Linked DNA regions of Xenopus laevis: region 2 is linked to region 1. Evidence: chromatin contacts called from public Hi-C data. All regions are on one chromosome and are shown on one strand. Each heading gives the region's core, a stretch centred on a gene start, on an enhancer-like site or on the middle of the called end of the contact. The rest is flanking DNA. Distances are from core to core; before and after follow the strand shown.

Region 1 (3,882 bases), core at 938-3,437:
TGGCAGGAGGAGAGTAGACCGAAGTGACAGGAAGGGGAGAAGCATATGTGAGAGGGACCGATGTTCTCAGTGGAGGAACCGAGGAAGGCACCGGGGTAGAAAAACTTGACTGTGCAAAAGATGGCAGTGGGGAGAATGCTGGTGCAGCCAGAGGGCTGGACAAAACTGTCAAGAAAAGAACACATTTTATTCTCATACCATGCCACTACTATGTGCATGGAGTTAAATCAACAAAAAAATACATAATGCACATCTTTCTAAAACATGTAACTGGCTTACAGTTTGGTTCTCCTTCGTAGTCCTATTTCATCATATTTACTTTTAATCCTCATTGTAAAACCATGTCCTCTGTCTATAAGCAATTATATATTTTATGTACCGACCCATCTGTTATATCTTTCATGGACAGACACATCTGTGAAATTCTAATTTCTTATCTCTCACTTTGCTCATTTTATTTTAGTTCTGCCCCATGGCCATAGCTTCTGCTTTTCTGACTATAAGCTAATCAAACTAACCCGTACCAATATTTGATAAATACTGAAGAGGAATTTAGCCACTACAGTAAATCTATATAGATTAGAAAGTCTGTACACATCACAGAGATCATAAGCAAGTTAAATCATGATGCCATCTAATGCTAATTGAGCCACTTAACAAAATGCTCTTTGAAATATACCAAATATGAAGACTACCTGGTGGAACAGGGGTGAAGATGGCTGATGTAGCTGCGGCTACTGATGTTCCGATGGTGCTGGGAGGAGGGGTGCTTGGAGGTGTTGTTTCAATACCACTCTCTTCCATCATTTTCTGCAAACGGAAACTGCAAATAAGAAGTTACATTATTTCAACTGGCACAAGTGTCCTCCCATGTAATTAAATGAAAGGCAGAATAACAATGATGCTAGGGCCACGGCACAAGGGGTATATATTCACCACTGCCATCTGACTGTTCTCTGCTACGGTGCTCAAACACCCATGTGCTATAGGCCTTTCATACAACAAATTTTCTAATTATGCAAACAGGGCAGCATATGATTCATATAGAAAAGGGGAAAACAGCCAAAATATTAAGACTACTTTGAGGCTATTTGCAGCATAAATGTGCTTTCGCTTGGTCAGGTATGCAGTCTATGTTACTTACGATTTCTCGCTAACGATACCGATGTTCGATGAGTTAATATAGACAAAGATGCCGATTTCTACAAGTGCTAAACTTCCCCAGTGCCATAATCCACAGCATCACTTTTGAGCAGGCCAGTTGCTAGGGGCAACAGTACCAGTGCAATTTGCGACCCCTATTATTAATGGTCCTAAAGTCTCATTAACATACGAACAAGCAGAAGAAAAACATATTGAAAGCTGATCAAATCTAGTTTGTTTGTAACAAAATGTGGGCGGGCTGCTGGCACTGCTGTGCTAAGGTTATGATTTTGATCCTGGCCAGGGCACTACTGAGTGGAACTATATGGGTTGGCTTACAATCCAAAAACATACAAAGGCAGATATTCTACTTAGCCTAATGTGTGTGGGGCAATGGGATAGAATAGCAAATGTTACTAGTATAGTTTGAAACCAGTTTGCTGCTTGAAGAACAGGCACTACACTTGTGTAAAAGGAAAGATGGACTACATTTCCCACAATGCAATGCAAAGACTGCCACGTCAAAGTCTCCACCCACTGACAGCAGAAGCATGCAAGATTAAAACATAAATGTTAAAAGCCTTCAGGTGGATAAATGAACACTCCCCACAGATCTGGAAGGTTTTTGGCTGCTGCCCCGACCCGTACAGTGCAGGGGTACAGTAGCAGCCAATGAGAAATAACAAGGTACAACAGATTTATGTGCACTCCTCCTTTGGGAGAACACACACTGATTATACTGCCCTGCAACCTTTCCACAGAAGCCAGCGCATCGCTAGGTTTAATTAGGAGCAGCTAGAAAATCCTCGACTCCCTCCGAGTCTTCAATGAAGGACTAAAGTGACGGCAACATAATGAGACCTCGTTCTCTCTCTACCGCTCGCATCTCTTACCCGAGACAAGGGAAGCCGGGCAATAGTATGTAGAAGACGTCTTCAGCAAATAGCCGATATTCCCAACACGCCGAAAAGTACAGGCCACCACCAGCTACCGATACTAATCACTCCCGCCCCTGCTAGTTCCAATGGTATAACCCGGCATGGAATATGTCCGCTCTTCTACTGTTGACTGCAGCGCTGCCACGTAAACCGGACCGGGGCGTGGCCTTACGACTGACTGACGGAGGAACGTATGGGGAGTGAGTGTGGCCGAGGTAGGGCGTGGCTTCAGTGCTAGCTGGATGCTATGGTTACTAGGAGACGTGCGGCCATTACGAGCCCTCAAGGCTTTTGTATGGGATTTAGTCTGAAGGGAAACCACTGCCACGCAAAAAATAACTTGAAATGTGATAATGTTCTCATTAGGGATTTAGTGAGGGCCGGGGTGATGGCGCTATTGTGTAAATCATAGTGTTCTGTTCAAGGTGTAGTTGTCTTTTCAACCGTAACTAAAATCTGCAGGTTCTTATTGTTTTGCTGTATCTAATACATGAAGACTGAATTCTGTTTTAGGCACAGCTGTGTAGAAAGGGGCTAGCATTAAAGCCTACCGACCCCTGTATAACAATGGGGTAACACCTTGCCGATAGAAATGATGTCAGTGTTATAGTGTTATTTAGTGTAGACTGTAACCCCTACGGGTTAGGGTAACTTCTAGTTACACCACTGCTCCCTCTTGTAGAATATAAGTTACTGAGGCTTTCCATGACAACACGAGGCTGAAGGCCGTTTTTACAGGTCATGGAATTACGAGGTGACTTATATCCTCGTATTTTGCAACAGGGGGTTCTTTATTTATTATTATACCCAAGCCTCAGTGAGTCATGTGACAGAAATGACATCACTAATCTCCGATTATAACCTATGACATCACTAAGCACCATTTATAAGGATATACTGTAATTTACAGGATATTCGTGGCTCTTGTGTATGTTATATATATATATATATATATATATATATATATATATATATATATATATATATATATATATATATATATATATATATATATATAGTGAATAAAGTACCCCCTTTTGTAAAATATAAGGATATTATAAGTTACCGAGGAGTTTCATGACCATATAAAAACACGAGGCCGAAGGCCGAGTGTTTTTATACAGGTCAGGAAACTCCGAGGTAACTTCTAATATCCTCATATTTTACAACTGGGGGTACTTTATTTATTATAATACACAAGTTTTGGTGAGTCATGTGACAGAAATGACATCAGAACTCACCGTTTATAACTGATGACATCAGAACTCACCGTTTATAAGGATATAATTTACAGGATATTCATGGCTTTTGTGTATTATATATATATATATATATATATATATATATATATATATATATATATATATATATATATATATACTGAAATGTGTTTTATTCCAGAAAAGGTGCCAACCCGATATATTGGTAGTCTGGTGGTGGCATTGTAGGCAGTTAATGTGAATAATATTATAGCATTGGGGTCTTTCGTAATTCTCTTCTGTTAGGTGCAAGATATTAGGCAAGTAATAGTATCTCAGGAAAAAAAGGGAACAAATGGAGAGGGCAACCCATGAAGTGACTGCTGTGGGCCCATAACAGTAGAGTTCCCCAGTTGGGGGTGTAATGTGACTGAGTTTAACGCCCTTTATTGGAAAAAAATATAAACTATCCTATATTCCCTCTTGAGTATGCTGATGTCACTTGTAATTTTCACCGTCCGGACTGGTACAGCCAACCAAAAGGCAACCAAGTTGTCACTAATGTACAAGCATCTCCATGAAGGTGTGGGGAATAGGTCACT
Region 2 (3,739 bases), core at 833-3,332, 300 kb after region 1:
TCACCATTTATAACTGATGACATCAGTATTTACCCTTTATAAGGATATAATTTAAAAGTTATTCATGGCTTTTGTGTATTATAATTCTATATATACAAATCAGATTTAGTTCAATAACTTTTGAAGAGCATTCAATATGTTGCCCACATTATCAATGATTGTTTCAGTGCATAACCTGCATTATATTGAGTGTGAATGTTCTGCACAGCCTGAGCTTTTCTACTTCTAAACTGTTCCTTCTAATTTTATTTTGTATCTCTCCCTCCCTTGCGTCTCGGCTCTACTTCAATGATCTCATCTGCACCTTCAAAGCTCTTCTCTGTTTTTCTCCATTTTCATCCATGACCCCCTGTGCCTGTCCTCAACTCCAACACTGAACTTTCACCCGTCTTTTATCCACCCACACTCCCCTGAGCACTGCTCCCTCTTCACACCCTTCTCATTTCTCGCTCAGCTGCCCCTAAACACATTCCTTCTTTATATGCGTCAGGCTGCCTCCACCTCAGGGATTACTCCTTCTTCCTACACACACCTATACTCACTACAGATAAGGGAGTCTCAGTGGAAAAATCCTGCCACCATGTCTGTGGTGTGGAATTTTTCCCTGAAGGATTGCTATCTGTCTCCTGGATATGTCCGTCTATATGTAGAACATTACTGTTAATGTTTTTCCATTTATTAAAAAGAACTATATCTTTAATATAGCTGCTTTGCTTAATATGGCCTAAAGTAAGGGCAGCATGCTGTTTAAAGGAGAAGGAAAGGTTAAAATTAAGTAATCTTTATCAGACAGGACTATATAAATACACCAGTAAACCCTCACAGGGTTTGAGCCCTCTGTCAAAATAAACACTGTATTTCTTTCCTTCTATTGTATACACATGGGCTTCTGTATCAAACTTCCCGTTTTCAGCATAAACCTCCAGGGCAGTGCTTGAGCATGCTCAGTTTGCTCCTCTCCTCCTCCCGACACCCCTCCCTGCTGTAATCTGAGCCCAGAGCTATGAGTGAGCAGGGAGAGACAGGAAGAGATGTCGCACCAAGCTAATATGGCAGCTGCTATCCTTTACAAACAGAGAAAGCTTCTAGAGCCGTTTACTCTGGTATGGTAAAGCATTTTGCAGAATAAATATAGTGTTATTGCTTGCACTATTGTGGCTAATTTATTGGCAATAAACTCCCTCTGTAGCTTTCCTTCTATACCAAAGCAAATATCACTGGGACCCGACTAGCAAAGCTCAGGCATCAGCTGCACTCTCATATAATAATGGCACAAAGTTACAGCACAGGTATGGGATATATTATCCAGAAAGCTCTGAATTATGGGAAGACCCCCTTCTTATAGACTCCATTATAAGCTAAAAAATCATATTTTTTTCAAACTATTTCTCTGTCATAATAATAACAGTACCTTGTACTTTATCCAAACTAAGATATAATTAATTCTCATTGGAGGCAAAACCAGCCTATTACTTTGAATTCATGTTTAAATAATTTATTAGTAGACTTAAGGTATGAATATCCAAATTACAGCAAGATCCTTTATCCAGAAAACCCCAGGTTCCAAGTATTCTGGATAACAGGTCCCATACCTGTATATGGAATAATGTCCCCCTACCATAATCTATACAGATAATAAATGAAGACCCAATTTTCTTTGATAAATAAGGCCCTTAACAATGCTATACAGTTGCATAGAGAGCTGCAGGGGGGAATATACAGGGTGGATTGCTGTGGACTATACAGGGGGAAGTGCTGGGGACTATACAGGGTGGATTGCTGTGGACTATACAGGGGGAAGTGCTGGGGACTATACAGGGGGAAGTGCCGGGGACTATACAGGGGGAAGTCCCGGGGACTATACAGGGGGAAGTGCCGGGGACTATACAGGGTGGATTGCAGGGGACTGTACAGGGGGGGAGTGCCGGGGACTGTACAGGGGGGAATGCCGGGGACTATACAGGGGGGTGCCGGGGACTATACAGGGGGAGCAGCTGGCGAATGACACAAGTATGGTGCATGCAAGTATCAGCTTTACTGAGTAGAACTTTCCCCTTCCAGCCAGACACACACACAATCACACACACTATTGTGCCACTAATCCCCACTTCTCATTACAATGAAGCTATTCCTTTATTTGTCGTATGCCTCGGAACAGACCGGCTGTAAGGAATCCGCTCACTTCATTTCTTTGCTATTCTCTTAATTAAAGAGCCCGAGTTTGGGGAATGGTAATGGCATGCTTGATGTAATGGCGCTAATGAGCTTCTTTACTGTTATAATTAGAAATGAAAATGAATGCCCTGCTTCTGTCCATGAATCATATTGAAGTCATGTTTTTGTCTCCAGATCTCATCTATACTGATGCTTCCCAATGTTATTCCTCATTTTCCTTCTCCCCCCCAACTGTTCCCTTAACATTTTAATTGCTGAATTAAATGGCTTCCAATTATTTTGTCTGGCATTTTCTCTACTCACCATAACCGGCGGGGCTTTATAAGTGGCTAGAACCAGAACTAAAAGACTTTTCTATTATAGATGTCTACGTATTTCTACTCATAACATTTCATATAGTGTGTACGTGTACCCTTAAAGGGGCAGTTAACATTTAGTATGTTACAGAATGGCTCATTCTAAGCAACTTTTCCATTGGCCTTCATTTTTTGCTTTTTTAACGTTTTTGAATTATTTGCCTTCTGCTTCTGACTCTTTTCAGCTTTTAAATGGAGGTCACTGACCCCCTCTAAAAACAAGTGTTCTGTAAGGCTACACGTGTATTGTTCTTACTGCCTTTTATTACATCCTCTCCTGTTCATATTCCATATTCAAATCAGTGCATGGCTTCTAGGGTCTGCACCCAACAACCAGACTGCTGAAACTGCCAACTGGAGAGCTGCTGAATAAAAAGCTAAATAACTCAAAAACCACAAAATATAAATATTGAAAACCCGTTGCAATTTGTCTTAGAATATCCTTCTCTGCTTCATACTAAAACCTTGAAAGGGGTTCGGCCTGACCTAAATCAGTTTATGGCACCAGAAGGCAGAAGCTTTATAGACAGACAGATAATTTACCCAGAGCCACACAAACTATTTCCTTAAAGGAAAACTATACCCCCCCCAAACAATGTAGGTCTCTATAAAAAGATATTGCATAAAACAGCTCATATGTAAAACCCTGCTTCATGTAAATAACCCATTTTCATAATAAAATACTTTTTTTTAGTAGTATATGCCATTGGGTAATCATAAATAGATAACTGGCATCTTAAATAGAGAGAGAGAGAGAGAGAGAGAGAGAGAGAGAGAGAGAGAGATTTATAAAGTATAAGCACACTCTTTAAAGTTGAATGTTTGCACTTTATTGAGATCGCATCTTATCCGATGTTTCGTTCCCACTTGGGGACCGTTTTCAAGGATATTGTGCAATTTCTGTGTTACAACTTAAATAACCACCCCCACCAGTGAATTTTGCCGCTACATGACATCATCAGTTCATATACAGTCCATTCATTTTAAAAAAAAAAGTGTTTTTTCTCCATTTTAGTAACAAGTGTCCTTTCATCACTGGCTGTCAAGTGTTGTGTCCATTATAAGTGATCGTTGTGGTCCTCAAAGAAAGAATGTGTAACAGTTTCCAAAAAAAGATACTTTGCTTTTATATTGAAACAAGAAAGACACAATAAAATCATGTTACTTACTGAGTTGAGAATTATTCACTTCATATTTAGATAGATATG

The links. A called contact is a pair of places that touch in the nucleus more often than the background predicts.
Region 2: a contact with region 1 is called in a Hi-C map of the XL177 cell line, with 3 times the contacts expected there. The contact joins the enhancer-like site here to the promoter of prrc1.L in region 1. A contact is called at or near these places in 2 of 4 Hi-C or Micro-C datasets (the XL177 cell line and the XTC cell line).

The regions. Positions count from the first base shown.
Region 1 is chr1L:182,314,429-182,318,310 of Xenopus_laevis_v10.1, forward strand. It overlaps prrc1.L (proline-rich coiled-coil 1 L homeolog), which reads right to left and starts at 2,188. Exons shown (of 9, transcript NM_001127795.1): 1 at 2,037-2,188; 2 at 696-823; 3 at 1-165. The coding sequence starts at 807.
Region 2 is chr1L:182,610,554-182,614,292 of Xenopus_laevis_v10.1, forward strand. The region is part of intron 3 of marchf3.L (E3 ubiquitin-protein ligase MARCHF3); the gene reads left to right. Among protein-coding and RNA genes, the nearest start is that of lmnb1.L, 29 kb to the right of the region's middle. Within about 2 kb of position 2,083, at least 3 of the 7 cell types and tissues checked have an H3K27ac peak or open chromatin away from gene starts, as enhancers often do.